3 separate regions of the Mus musculus genome follow, and regions 2 and 3 are each linked to region 1. Evidence: chromatin contacts called from public Hi-C and HiChIP or PLAC-seq data. All regions are on one chromosome and are shown on one strand. The core of a region is the stretch at or near the end of the contact, and the rest is flanking DNA. Distances in the headings are between cores, read along the strand shown. Region 1 overlaps Arhgef18 (rho/rac guanine nucleotide exchange factor (GEF) 18). Region 2 holds the start of Mcoln1 (mucolipin 1). Region 3 holds the start of Arhgef18 (rho/rac guanine nucleotide exchange factor (GEF) 18).

Region 1 (4,662 bases), core at 1,142-3,641:
CTCTCCTGCTGTTTGGAATCCAGGGATTGAACTTAATTATCAGTCTTGAAGGCAAGCACCTTTATTAGCTGAGCTATCTACTGGCCCAGTCCATGCATTTTCTTTTTGGTTTTGATATTTTGTTTTGTTTCAGTTTTTTGAGACAAGGTTTCTCTGTATAGCCCTGGCTGACCTCAAACTCAGAGATCCACCTGCCTCTGCCTCCCAAATGCTGGGATTAACAGTTTATGCCACCTATCACTGGCTATGTTTTCTTTTTGTAAAACCAGTGCATACCTGATTATGTTCAGCCGGGGGTAGAGGCAGTTTGCGTAGCATACTGGCTTGGCATCCCTGGACAGGGCTTACTCCTATTCCCAAGACATGCTCAGTGTCTATGCCTCTCTTGGCTTCACAGTACATCAAGATGGTTCGAATACAGGACCAGAAGCATTGACTTGGAGCCACAGCATAACATAATGGTTATGTGCACTGATGAGTAGCTGGGGAAAGGGGCTGATATTCTTTTCCCTTTGTAAAAAGTCTCTCCTGTTACCCATTGCTGTGAGACTGTGTATCCTGTAAGTGATCACTAGTAAAGGCAGGGGCAATTGGGTACTCCTGCACACAGACTTACTGAGTCATCTTACTACTTCATCATAGCTGAGCATGTGCTCTGCCACACCTCCAGCTGCTACAATATTTTTAAATTTCCAGAAAATGTGAGCAAGTAGCAGAGTCTCCAAACTCCTTTCCTAGCCTTCCCAGCAACACACACAGACACAGTTGCCTCTGTTGTTAAGCCAGTAATGCACATCTGTTACAGTCGCACCACCAGCTGCTACATCTGCACATCTGTTACAGTCGCACCACCAGCTGCTACATCTGTATATCTGTTACAGTTGCACCACCAGCTGATGCATGGAACAGCCTAAACTAAGTGAAGCTTTAGTCAGTAGTCCAGGCTTTTCCCCTAATGTGGTCTCTCTGAAGACTCACCTAGAATTCCAAATTATGTTTCTCAACTTCTTTCCCTTCTTCCCTCTTCTTCTTCCACATTTCCTTCCCCTCTTCCTCTCACTGAAGGTGGAATCCAAGGCCTTGAGCATCCTGAGCAAGCACTCTTAACACTACGCTGTATCTGTAACCAAAAGTTTCCTCATTTTTTTTAAAAGATGACCTGTGACAAGTTAAAGAGTACTCCTGGAATCCAGAAAGTTCTCCAAACATCTATCTAGAAGGAGGAACAACCTCATTCGCCTTACATATTCCAAGGAAACATACATGCCTATTTAAGCCACTTTTGTTGTTTGTAGACTCGGCTCTCTCCTTCCACTCCATGTGGGTCTCGGGGATTGATCTCAGGTCACCAGGCTTAGAAGCATCTTCACCCACAGAGCTGTCTCACTGGCCCTGACTAATTTTTGTGAAATAAACATTTCAATCATCTCCACTCAGACCAATTGCTGGAGACATGGATGAAGCTGACTCCGTGTTTTTAAAGTTGAAGCAGACGGCAGACGACTCTCTGTCACTCACATCCTCGAATGCTGAGTCTGTTTTCATAGAAGGTATGGTCAATGCTCTCTGCTCTCCTGGGGGATGCCACATGGTTCCTGGCTCTACTGGGAAAAGCCAGAGGCTTCAGCATGTCCTCCATAATTGCAACAGGGAGATATGGCAAGCTCTGGACCCTTAACCAACAACATTCTGTCCTTCCCCCAGACCCTTACATTGCTTCACTGAGGTGTGAGATCGAATCAGATGCACATGAGTTTGAGGCCGAGTCCTGGAGCCTCTCTGTGGATTTAGCATATGCCAAGAAACAGAAGAAGGAGGTGGTAAAGAGACAGGACGTCCTATATGGTAAGGGGTCTAACGCCTGTGCCGCCATGCTGGCGTTCTCTTTAATTCTTTCTTTCCTTTCTTTTGTAAAAATCATTTTGTGTGTGGTGCATGCCTGTACGAGTCCAGCCTTATCTGGAAACGCCTTTGTCCACTGAACCATCTTGCTGGCCCTGTTTTGGTTTTGGTTTTTTTTCTTGTTTTGTTTTTTGAGATAGACAGTCATAGCCTCAAAATTACCATGTCACCTCAAATAACTTTAAATTTCCTCTTCCTCCCAAGTACTTGGAATTACAGACAGACACTGCCCAACCTGATTATGCAGTGCTAGGAATGGAAGCCAGAGTTTTGTGCATGCTAAGCAAGGTCTCTACCAAATGTGCTAAATCCCAGCACCTTCTTTTTATTTATTTATTTTTTTCTTTCCCTAATTCCACCTAAGAGTCTGAGGTATGTAGCCAGTCTCTTGGGAGAACTGGTCATTTGCCTCACTTCCTGCTCTCCCAGGACAGCCCTACCCGGGAGGTTTTTGTTGGCACAGGTCCCTGCAAACCAGCCTGACAAGTGCCCAGGCTGATTCATGCTCACCTAGTTAGTGACTGTCTCCTTCTGTTTGGTCTGCTGGGACAGAATGTCATCAGCAGGGTGGCATTTAGAGACTGAAACATCCAGAATTTGGTGAAACCAGCTTCCTGGTCTTAGACAGCGCCTCCCTGCTGTGCCTTCAGAGTGCTTAAGAACAGGCAGGAGCCTCTTTTATTTGTATGTGTGTTAGTTCCAAATCCAAAGCACATGATAGCCACTGGTTTCATCTCTGATCTTCTCGGATTTTGTTGTTGTAGGTTTGTTGTTTTGGGGTTTTTTGTTTGGTTGGTTGATTTTTTTGTTTGTTTGTTTGTTTTTGTTTTTTAGTTGGAGGATTTCATACCTGAATACAGTGTTTATATCATTTTTATACCTTTTCATACACACTCATGTGTGTGGTGTGGGTGTGGGTGTGTGTGTGTGTGTGTGTGTGTGTGTGTGTGTGTGTGATGTGTGTCCCACAGGTAGAGAGGTCAGAGTCTTTTTCTACCTTTTGTGAGTTCCAGAGATTGAACTTGAAGTCACCAAGATTATGCAGCAAGGGCAAGTATCTTTGTTCTCTGAGCCAGCCAGCCAGCCAGCCAGCCAGCCCAGAATCCTATTCTATAAACACGTTTTCCCACCTGTGAAGATTTTACTTACCTCACCTAATAACTTCTCAGAGGCTCGCCTGTTTTCTTTGTTTTTGTTTTTAGGCAGGGTCTCTTGTGTAGCCCAGGCTAGCCTCACAGATGCTTTGTAACAGGGTGACCTTGAACTTCTGATCCTCCTGCCTTCGCTGCCAGAGTTCTGGGATGACAGGCCTGGTCCACCTGGTTCTGGGTCATGGGATGCTCAGGGAAGAACACGGGTTCATGATAGGCAAGCACTTCTACAGCCATGCCAGTTACTAACACGGAGGTTAAATTTGAGCACATGAGTGGACCACAGACATGGGGTTCAGGGTCCACTGGAGTCTGTATCTGATAACATTTATTCAGAGACGTGCAAGCTTCACTCCCACCAAGGCTGTGTTCCTCAGCACAGCCTTCTTGACCTCAAGGACAGAGGCTCCTGGGACATTGAGCTTCCACTGCACATTCCTAAATTTTTTTTTTCAACTGCTTTTGCTTCAGACTCACATAGCACTGAGGGGAGGAAAGGCATCTAATTAAGAAAGGCTAAAGGCCACGTGTGATGGGAGGCACCTGTTGTTACTGTGGCAGGAAGGATGTTTGAGCCAGTCACATCTCTGCTCCCCAGTGGTACCAAAAGGAAGGATCACTGGAACTCCTCACCTTCCAGCCTCTGCCTTCCGTACTTGGGCTTCAGTAATGCATGCGACACCCAGGTTTTTAAGGTGCTGAGGACAGACCGTGGCCTCGTGAACATCCTTACCTACGTCAAGACTATTCCTTCTTTTCTGTTGTTCATTTTGTTGTTTATGAAGTAACTGAGCTAGAACCTAGGGCCCGGTGTATATGAGGCTTGTGCTACCTAGCTATGACTCGGGTCCCAAGACCCTGTGTCCAAAAAAAAAGAGAAAAAAAAAAAGGAAGAAACAAAGGCTGGAGGTGTGGCTTAGTTGGCAAAATTCCCGCTGCACAAGCACGAGTTCAGATCCCAGCACCCATATGAAAAACTGGGCATAGCAACGCAGGCTAGGTACTGCAGTGTGTGTGTGGAGGTCAGAGGACAACTTGGGCGAGGGAGGCGTCTCTCCTATTACATGGGTCCTACGGATTGAACTCCAATTGTCAGGCTTGGGAATTGTGGCCTGACATGTTTCCATGTGCTGCTTGCTGATGACGTATTGGACGCTTACCAACATAGGCTTGAAACGGTTCTTTTCTTTTAATGTGTATGTGTGGGTTTCCTCCATGTGTGCCTGGGCACCGCTTATGTGCCTGGTGTCCCAAGAATGCCTGAAGAGGATATCAGATGCTCTGGAACTGAAGTTTCTAGAACTAGAGTTACAGATGGTTGTGAGCTGCTGTGCAGGTGCTGGGAATCAAACCCGGGTCCTTTGGAAGAGCAACCAATGGTCTTAGCCACTGAGCCATCTCTATAGTCCTATTTTCTATTTCTAATGTAATTTATTAAAATATTTATTATTTTATATGACGTGAGGGGGCTTAGTATCTGTGTGTGTACCATGTATGTGCAGGTAATAGCAGAGGCTAGGAGAGAACAACAGATGCCCTGGAAGTGGAGTTACAGGTAGTTGTGAGCCTGCACGTGGGTGCTGGAAACGAAACCCATTTATATATATAT
Region 2 (4,662 bases), core at 1,015-3,514, 70 kb after region 1:
TGGGCAGCTGTGAACTGCCATGTGGGTCCTATGTACTGACCCAAGTTTAATCATTGAAACCATCTCTTCACCTTATGTGTTGGTTTATTTGTTTATTGAGATAGGGTCTCATTTTGTAACCCAGGCTGGCCTAGAATGTACTATATAGTCCAGGCTTGCCTCAACCCCCTGAGTGCTAGCATTATAGGTGTTAGCCATCATGCCCTAATAAACATATAATACTGAGGTCCCAGAAGAAAACAAGACCAACACAGTTTGGTCAATTCTAGTTTAGAAATATCTCAAAACCAAGGACAGAGGGTGGAACATTCTAAAACCATAGCAAGATTTCTGATTAAGATGGAAGGATCACTTTTCCTGAGGAACGTTTTTGCTTTATTTGGAGGGTAGGGTATCACTACACAGACCTAGCTGACCTCAATATCCATCTTCTAAACAGCCCAACACGCTTACCCCCTCTGTGTGTGTGAGTGTGTGTGTATGTGGTGTGTGTGAGTGTGAGTGTGTGTGTGTAGTGTGTATGTGGTGTGTGTGTGGTGTGTGTGTGGTGGCAGCATATGGACTTGTAGGTGTGGATGACAGTGCCTGTGTGTATGCACACATAGAGGCGAGGGATTCAGGTTGGCATCTTCCTCAAGTCTTTACTTTTTTAAAATTTAATTTTTATTATATATTTATAAGTATTTTGCTTTCAGGTAAGTCTGTGCCCCATGACTGTTGACTTTGGAGGTCAGAAGAGGACATTGTATCTAGTGGAACTGGAATTATAGGCAGTTGTCAGCTGCCATGTGGATGCTGGGAACTGAACTCGAGTCCTCTACCAGAACCAGTTCTCCTCACTGATGCACTATCTCTTCAGCCCCTCACTTTTATCCTGGGGCTCACAGACTGGTTAAACTGTTGGCCCCAGGCCCCAGGGATCCTCTCATCTCTGCCTCCACAATGCTGGGATTACAGGTACCAGGCCTTAGTTTTTACACAAATTCTAGGGATCTGAATTCAGATCTTCATGCTTTCATGGCAAGCACCTGAGCCAGTGAACCACCTCCCTGACTATTGCACCGAGCCATCTCCCTAGCCTCAATGCCTGGCTTTTGAGAAAGTATTATAATACTTACCAATGTTATTGGACTGCAAGGGCCATCATGCCATGTTTCCACAGCGCTGGGGACTGATCCCAGTTTGTGCCTGCTGAGCAAGCACCCTATCAACTGGGCTACATCCCCAGTACTGTGAGATGGTCTGAATTATTTCATTGAATCCTTTGTACAGCTCTGGGAGGCAGGTAATCCTGGGTGAATCCCGTTTTGCAAAGAACAAGAAAATTTCAATTGATTATTATTAATAATAAAAGGGCCAGGCAGTGGTAGTGCGTGCCTTTAATCCCAGCACTTGGGAGGCAGAGGCAGGCGGATTTCTGAGTTCGAGGCCAGCCTGGTCTACAGAGTGAGTTCCAGGACAGCTAGAACTATTACAGAGAAACCCTGTCTCGAAAAACCAAAATAAATAAATAAATAAATAAATAGAAATTAGCTCACAATTTAAGGCACGGTGGAAAGTTTTGAAGTGATGGTTAGATTTACACTCAAATTGTCTTCCTTGCAGAGCTGCGTTTTTAACTATCAAGTTCCAAGCAAGACTGCCATAAAGAGGTGAATGGCAGACCAGCGGTCAGTTTAAGTGGGAAGTTTTCTGGTCGTTGCAAAGCCTTGGGAAGTCACCAGGAGGTTCTAGAAGGTGGAAATTCTTTGGAGGTCCTGGACTCTCCGTAGGAGGAGACTGGCTGTAAAAGATAGGACTGAGGCTGTTGCAGTAGCGCAGAAAGTCTTTGGACTGTTAAAATACGGTTCTATTTGGTTTAGGAAACGGTTTGCTTGTAGCTCAGATGGGAGACAGAAAAGGTTTCTGGGAGTAGAGGGGCGGATATTTTCGGCTTAGGACGCCGGATCATCGCCGGACACTACTGAGGGTAACAGGTGAAGCTCTGGACTCAGAAGTTACAAGGCTGTCGCCGAGCCAGATCGGATCCAGTTCCCGCCACACCTAGAAGCCAGTGGGTCCCTCAGACCTTTTGTTAGAGTTGCTATCGGCACTAGGACCGCGCGACTATTTTTAGTCCACAAGCGGCCAGCGAGGGGCGCATGCGCACTGCTGGGAGGCTCTGCCCCGCCCCTTAGAAAGGGTCGCGCTTGTCACGTGTTCAGTTCAGGCGCCCCGCTCACGTGACCGCGGCGCATGTCAGCTGATGCGGGAGGGTTTGAAGCGGCGCCGGGAGGGAGCGAGGCTGCAGTGACCGCGGCGCGCGCTGGGACCCACCCGCGTCTCGCGCTCACCCTGCGGCCATGGCCACCCCGGCGGGCCGGCGCGCCTCAGGTGAGCGCGGGCGGCGGGAGGGCGCGCCCAGCTCAGCGACCTCGGGTGACTTCCGCTGCAGTCCAATACTGGAAGATGGGCTTTCGGCTTCTAGAACCTGGGCGGCGGGCGGGCCAGCATCTCCTACCTCAGGCGGAGAGCTTCTACCGATCCTAGAATCTGGGCGGCGGGTGGGCATCGAGCGTCCAGCTTAGTGTTCTGACTTTCAGGGCGGACTTCTCAGTGTTCCTATGGGAGATTGACGAATGATTCCTCCTAGAATCTGGGCAGTGGGTGCACAGCGACACCTCCGACCTTGGACGTCAAGCGCCCAACTTCCCGTTCGTCAATTCCAGTGCGGACTTCTCAGATGCTCCATAGGGGAGAGATGGGTAGATGGCTCCCAGAACCTGGGCTTCCAGTTCTCAAGTTTTTCAAGTCCTCATATGAGAGAGATAGACAGTAGCATCCTAGAACCTGGGTGGTGGGTGTGTACCAACAACATCTCTAACCTCAGGTGAACAGCTTGCATAGTACCCAGAACTCAGGTAGTACAGGTACCAGCAACTCTTGGCCTCAAGCACTGAGGGTCTACAGTTCCTAGAACTGGGTGGTGGGTGGACACCACTTCCCCAGCCTCTTTCTCCAAGCTCTCCATTTTTCCCTTTAAAGTGTGGTGCAGACTTATGGAGGAGAGATGGGCAGTTGGTTCTCAGAACCAGTGGGCAGGTCCCAGCCTTTAAAACCTCTGCAGAGAGCTTATTGTTGATGACAATTCTAAAGGCCAGTACAAACTTAGTTGCCTTATGAGAGAGAGATAGAGCGTCCAAAGAACTTGGACAGTGGGTGGGCTTAAGATTCTCCAGTTTAAGAGGGCAGGACTCCTGATAATCCCAGCCTCCACCTCCCTTGTGCTGGGATTCTAAGCATGTATCACCATGGATGGCTGTATTATTGTTATTACGAAACATTTCTTTCCAGGGTTGTTTGTGACCTGTGAGAGTATTGCCTTCCCCAACCTAGTCTCTTCTCAGTTTGTAAACAGGCGCCAGCCAGCCAGCCAGCCAGCTAGCTAGTTTCTTCCATTAGGACAGTATTTGAAGCCCGAGCTTTTGTTAGCGGTAGTTTGGTTTTGTTTGGATCAGGTTCTTAGTCTATAGACCCTGAACTTCTTTTACTTTTGTTTTTGTCTGTTTTGAGACAGAGTGTCTATGTAGCTCTGGGAGTTCTGGAATTCTGGTATCTGCCTTCTTTGCTTCCAGAATTCTGCCAGACTTGAACCTGTGATACTCCTTTTTCAGCCTCTGAGTACTGTGATTACAGGCCTAGTCGAGTCTTCCTCCTCCTCTTTCTCTCCTCCTTCTGGATTGAACCTAGGGCCATGTACCACACTACCACTGAGCTATGGCCCAAGCTATAGCCAAAGTTCTAGTTCCTCAGTTTGCCAGAACTCAGACAGCAACCTGCAATGAGACCCAAGGCTTCCCTTCTGGAAGCCAATGCCCAAATGTTCAGCCTCCCTGAACGTATAGGCAGGAATAGAGCTAAAGGGATGTTCTCCACAAATTAGGGGACTAAACTACAGTTCCTCAAACTCATACCTTCCTAAAATGAGATTGTGTGCTCCCAGTTTCCTGGCTTGTCACTAAGAAATCTGGGGATGGCATCTTGTGTTGATCTCTCACTGTGTGCTGCCTGCAGACATTCATGTGGGAGTTCTGGCTGGTAATGCCTGGGATGGGCTACGCTGTGATCTTAGCTAAGGCGTTACAGCCTGCCTTTGGTTTTCCTCCCTACTAGCTTGTAAACATGCTCATCTAGACTGAAAAGGGAGGAGCCAAGTAGGAACCACGGGTAGTGACGTGGCCCAGCCTTTCCTGGCAGCTTTGGGGCTGGAAGAGTTGCTCACAGATAGAATGCTTCTATAGCATTCCCCTCAGACCTAGCTATGCACTGAAGCATGGGCCATTTTCTGGTTGGTCTGGCAGGATTCTCAAAGTAGTTTCTAGATCTCAGCCTTAGAGGTAGATAGATGGTTTTAATTTCCACTTTTTAGACGATGTAGGGAGGTGGACTGTCTTAGTCAGGGTTTCTATTCCTGCACAAACATCATGACCAAGAAACAAGTTGGGGAGGAAAGGATTTATTCAGCTTACACTTTCATACTGCTGTTCATCACCAAAGGAAGTCAGGACTGGAACTCAAGCAGGTCAGGGAGCAGGAGCTGATGCAGAGGCCATGGAGGAATGTTCCTTACTGGCTTGCTTCCCCTGGCTTGCTCAGCTTGCTTTCTTATAGAACCCAGGACTA
Region 3 (4,662 bases), core at 1,537-4,036, 77 kb before region 1:
CACAGACACACACACACACCTGCTTGCACATCGACACTCACACACAACGCATGATGCATTTAACCACCAGCTTTCAACTGTCCTGAATTCTTTTATCTCATTACATTTTTATTTATTCAATGTCCGTGTGTGTGGCTCTGCATTGCACAGTACACCTGTAGAGGTCAGAGGACAACTTGCAGCAGTCATTTCTCTCCTTCTACTAACCTGGGATCAGGAATCAAATTGAGGTAAGCAGGCTCCTTTATCCACTTAGCCATAACACAGGCCCAACATTCCAGAAGATTAATGATCCACTCCTGGGAGCCAAGACAAGCCGGAGAAGTCTGCAGGGGTCTGGCGAGTCTGAGAGGCTAGATGTGGTTGAGTGTTTGTGTGAGATGCTCTTGTGTCTCCAGATTGGCGCTGTGTAAACATGTGTCTCGGAGGTCTCCGTCTCCTTTGGGGTGGTTTGAATAGGAAACACCACCCATAGGCTTGTGTATTTGAACATTTGGTCCCCAGTTGGTGGTACTGTTTGGAGAGGTTATAGAACTTTTGGGGTACAGCATTGCTGGAGAAAGACTGCCACTAGGGATAAGTCTTGAGAGTATGTAGCTTCACTGCCCTTCCAATTTGCACTCTGCTTCTTGGTGGTAAATAAAGATGTGATCTCTCAGCTTCCAACCCCTGCTTCCTTGCCTTCCTGGCATTAAAGTACATCTAGCCTGTTGCACTCACCTCGTCCAGCAAGAAAAACGCAACACAGTCGGATTCTTCTCAACAGCCTTCTTTATTTCAGGAACACCTTGCTACGGGAACTCCGGAAACCCAGGAAGGACTGCTTATATACACCCCAGCACTGGGGAGAGCTATGTGTCCTCCTGGGATTGGTCAGTCTGCCGGCACTTTGATTTGTATGCACCTGCTCGGGAGGGGTTGGCGCCAGATTCGGGCTATCGCCTGCGCAGTGGCGTTGTTTATGGCGACGGTGTACCGGAGGCCGGCGCCATCTTTTAGGCGCCCGGCTGCCTACACTAGCCCTCTGGAACTGTAAGCCAAAACACACTTTCTTCTGTTGCTCTTGCTTGTGGTGCATCCTGTGTGCCACGGCATGGCCTCACTGTCTATACTCTATGTGTGTTCACCTGTGCATACAGTTCCACATATATGTGCAGAGCCCAGAGTATAATGTGTGTCTACTCAGAGCTTTCTGCGCGTATAGACACTACTATTCTACACAGCATGTGTGTAACTGTGCTCAGCTTCTCATGTCTGTGCAAAGACCAATGTATCCACCCAGGAATCTCTGCATGTGTGAATGCTGCTATTTGTACATTACTGTTTCCCAGAGGGCCACATTTGAGAACTCACAAGAGTTTCATGCTAAGAGACCACTCACTCAGTTCCAGTGTGGAGCCAAGTTTAAACCCTTCTTCTGCTCACCTTTTCAGGTACTGGTGTACCCATCCTGGTAGGAGTGAAGATAGTCTATATTCATTCCTATTATTAAGTGTGTATGTGTGTGTGCACATGTGTGCATATGTGTGCGTGTACCTGTATGTGTATTTGTTTGTGTGTGTATATATATGAATGTATATATGCAGGTGGCTGTGGGTATGTGCGTTTGTCTGTATATGAATATGTGCTTGTGTGTGCAACTGTCTGGGGTATGTGTGTTTGTCTGTGTGTGGATATGTGCGTGTGTGTGCATGCAATTGTGTTGGGTGCCTATAGAGGTCAGAAGGGGCACAGGACCTTCTATAGCAGAAATTAAGCAGTTATGAGCCACCCAGTGTAGGTGTTGGGAACTGAACTCAGGTCCTCTAGAAGACTAGCAAGCACTCCTAACCACTGAGCCATCTCTCCAGCCCTGCGCATACCTCTTGCCTTCTATTTAAACCTACATCTAATACCAGGTCTCTAAGGATGGACTTGGAGGGGAGAGGTGGGAGGAGCAGGGGGCCGTTTGGTCCTCTTACAGGTGCAGCAACCCTGAATAGATACATTTTTTCTACTTCTCACTGTTGTTTGCCCTGGTTGCCTAGACTTCCTCTGAAGACTGGGCTGGCCTCAGATTCAGAGGTGCGCCTGTCTCTGCCTGCCCAGTGGGATTGAAGGCGTGCACCACCACATGCACTTATTTTTGAGACAATGTCTCTCACTGAACCTGGAACACTGGATCAGACTGGGTAGCCTGCCCTTCCCTGGGATTCTCCTATCTGCCAGCTCAGTACTGGAGTTCTCACAGGTGGCCTTACCACACCCTGACTTTATTTAGTCAGGTGGGGGTGGGGAACTAAAATCAATTCCACTTGCTTGCACAGCAAGCACTTGACCCTTTGAGCCATTTCCTCGACTGACTTTCTTAGAATGAGTCGCTGAATCTGGTTTGTTAGGAGACTGCCAGGACTCAAGCTCTAACCTTAACAGCTCTGGTAACAGTGCGTTAGTTGAAGAAGTGGAGTTAGCGGTAGTGGCAGTATTTACACCGGGAAAACAGACAGATACCAAGCAGAATGATCGCTGGTAGACATTTACAAACCCAGCGTTCAGCTCCACATGTTTCCATGGGTCCACACACCCACATATGTGTCTGTCCCCATGTGTGTTCCAGCGTGTGTCTGTCTAGAGACATGTGACTTGCATGTCCCATGTGTCTCTGTTTGTGTGCCCGAGTGTTAGGGTGAGGCCCTCACACCCCGTTCCTCTTCAGCAGTTGGCGCCACAGGAAGCTGCCGGGTGGGGGTTCAGTGCTGCTGCCTCCCCTCCCCTCCCCTCGTGGGAGGCTTTACATTCTTTACTTTACTTCCCCGTGACGCCTACGGCAGGTACAGGCTGAGGGTGGACTCCCAGATCCTCATAACCCACCTCCATTTGTTTTCTCCTCTCCTTGCTGACCCCTGCTGCCTGCTGCTCAATATTGATGAAGACAACCATAAAAAGCCGGTGGCTTAGAAAGAGGAAACTGGGCAGAGTTGAGCCACTCTGTGGTTAGCCTGGCTCATGTGTCCCTTGAAACCCTGGTTGTGTGACATGGGAGCTGCAAGAGCTGTTAACAAAGCCAGTTACCTACCTGAGCAAGAATCGGGAACTCATGGGTGAGTGACTATCTTGAAGAGTGGTGGGCACTTCGGGATCTGCACGTCTGAGAGTCTGTGAGGCAGGAGATTGACTCCTATAGCCGGGACACAACAGTAAGAGAGTGGGGCAGCTGTTTGCACTGCAGAGATCAGGAATCCTAAAATGACCCTGGAGGGTGCTGGGGAGATAGCTCAATTGATAGGGTGCTTGCTTAGCATGGGCAAAGTCCTGGGTTTCATCCCCAGCACTGCATAAGTCAAAGCTGGGTGTTGTACGCTGTCAAGCATCACTTGGGAGATGGAGGCAGGAGGATTAGAGGTTTAGGTTATCCTCAGCTACATAGGGAGTTCAGAGGCCACCTGGTCTAGAGGAGACCTATGATGGAGTCTGAAGGAACCTTTTGTAAGCAAAGCCTGTGTGGGGACGGAGGAGTAGGGGGCCAGGGATGAGGGAGGAAGTCTAAGCGCCTTTTCAGCAGGTGTCCGTGTTTTGCCTTGTTCTGTTTTGTTTTGCTTTTGAATCTGGGTCTCACCATGCAGTCCAGGCTTGCCTCCAACTCCCAGCATTCCTACTTGTGCCTCCCCAGTTCTGGGGTAACAGGTATGCACGCATACCACCACACTGCAGCTTGACCTCTTCACCTTTCAAAGCATTGGCTCTGGGGTTTTGTTCAGCCTTGCCTGACACAGACTTGGAGAATCCTGTCTGCAAAGCAAAATTTTAAGGCTGACATCTGCTGAAAAGCCGATCTTTCCAGGTCTTCCAAATGGGGACCACCCTCTGCTCAATAGCCCTCCAGCTGTAGGCCCTTAACCCTGGGGAGTCACTGGTGGCTCCCTTTGTGGCCCAGTTTGAGGAACCTCCCACAACAACTGCCGGAATGGAGTGAGGTGAGGAGGCAGGCTGTGGTTTGTACCAGGCACACCCAAGACTACAGTTTCCTCAGTTTCTGTTGACTTTGTGCACTCTCGGGTGTAGGAAGGCGACCCCTGGAGCCATGTATCAGTGGATTTAGAGCTGACCACTCTAACGGAGGTGGTGAGTTAGGTAGGAGACAGGCTTTGAATGTGGCTCCCACAGGGCTGACCCTCCAAGAGAGTCACCCTGGTTTCTGAGGGAAAACTCCAAGTTGTACCCACCTTTAAGCACCCTTCTTGTGACTGTAAATTCCTGTCTGAGGCAGCTTTTCATGGGTCTTGAAGAGGACCTAGGGAGATAACACAGAATAAGAACTTGGTTCAGCTCCCCTAAACTCATGAAAAAAAAAAACAGGTTTTGAGCATGGTGGTGCAGGCCTGATAGCTCAGCACTGTGGAGGCAGAGACAGGATCACTGAAGCTCTCCGACTAGCCAGTTTAGCTGAATCAGTGAACCTCAAGGAGAGTCAGGGAAAGCCGGTCTCGAAAATAAAAATAAGAAAAAATAAGGTGGGAGCCAGCAAGACGGTTCAGCAGGTAGAGGCTAAGCCTGAGGACCCGAGCCTGAGCCCTGGGATCCATACGTTGGAGAGAGAACTGACTCCTGCAAGTTGCCCTCTGACCTCTGCTCACGTTCTGTGGATTGTGCCCACACGTGCAAATTAATAATCAACTAATAATT

Evidence for each region. A called contact is a pair of places that touch in the nucleus more often than the background predicts. HiChIP or PLAC-seq counts read pairs in DNA pulled down with a chosen protein or histone mark.
Region 2: an HNF4G HiChIP or PLAC-seq map of pancreatic cancer cells shows a contact between it and region 1. The contact joins the promoter of Mcoln1 here to the enhancer-like site in region 1. A contact is called at or near these places in 7 of 115 datasets of contacts at active chromatin or transcription factors (the SCID.adh cell line, bone marrow-derived macrophages, embryonic stem cells and 3 more) and 4 of 9 other capture datasets (adipose tissue, embryonic tail, liver and 1 more).
Region 3: a contact with region 1 is called in a Hi-C map of pancreatic cancer cells, with 3 times the contacts expected there. The contact joins the promoter of Arhgef18 here to the enhancer-like site in region 1. A contact is called at or near these places in 12 of 39 promoter capture datasets (the HPC-7 cell line, cranial neural crest, embryonic stem cells and 5 more), 4 of 15 datasets of contacts at CTCF or cohesin (the G1E-ER4 cell line, the NIH/3T3 cell line, embryonic stem cells and 1 more), 128 of 484 Hi-C or Micro-C datasets (the 4T1 cell line, 8-cell embryo, the AML12 cell line and 55 more), 15 of 115 datasets of contacts at active chromatin or transcription factors (differentiating embryonic stem cells, embryonic stem cells, epiblast stem cells and 4 more) and 4 of 9 other capture datasets (adipose tissue, embryonic stem cells, liver and 1 more).

The regions. Positions count from the first base shown.
Region 1 is chr8:3,427,795-3,432,456 of GRCm38.p6, forward strand. Arhgef18 (rho/rac guanine nucleotide exchange factor (GEF) 18) reads left to right here. Exons shown (of 29, transcript NM_001370668.1): 12 at 1,438-1,550; 13 at 1,705-1,845. Among named protein-coding and RNA genes, the nearest start is that of Gm46029, 3.3 kb to the left of the region's middle. Within about 2 kb of position 2,392, at least 62 of the 459 cell types and tissues checked have an H3K27ac peak or open chromatin away from gene starts, as enhancers often do. A contact at or near this core is called in the 4T1 cell line, the C2C12 cell line, the NIH/3T3 cell line and 6 more, where this site is marked.
Region 2 is chr8:3,498,255-3,502,916 of GRCm38.p6, forward strand. Mcoln1 (mucolipin 1) reads left to right here and starts at 2,265. Exons shown (of 14, transcript NM_053177.1): 1 at 2,265-2,373. The coding sequence starts at 2,343.
Region 3 is chr8:3,350,651-3,355,312 of GRCm38.p6, forward strand. It overlaps Arhgef18 (rho/rac guanine nucleotide exchange factor (GEF) 18), which reads left to right and starts at 2,787. Exons shown (of 29, transcript NM_001370668.1): 1 at 2,787-3,080. The coding sequence starts at 3,077. Gm30369 (a long non-coding RNA gene) reads right to left here. Exons shown (of 5, transcript XR_870091.2): 2 at 4,203-4,270; 3 at 3,056-3,157.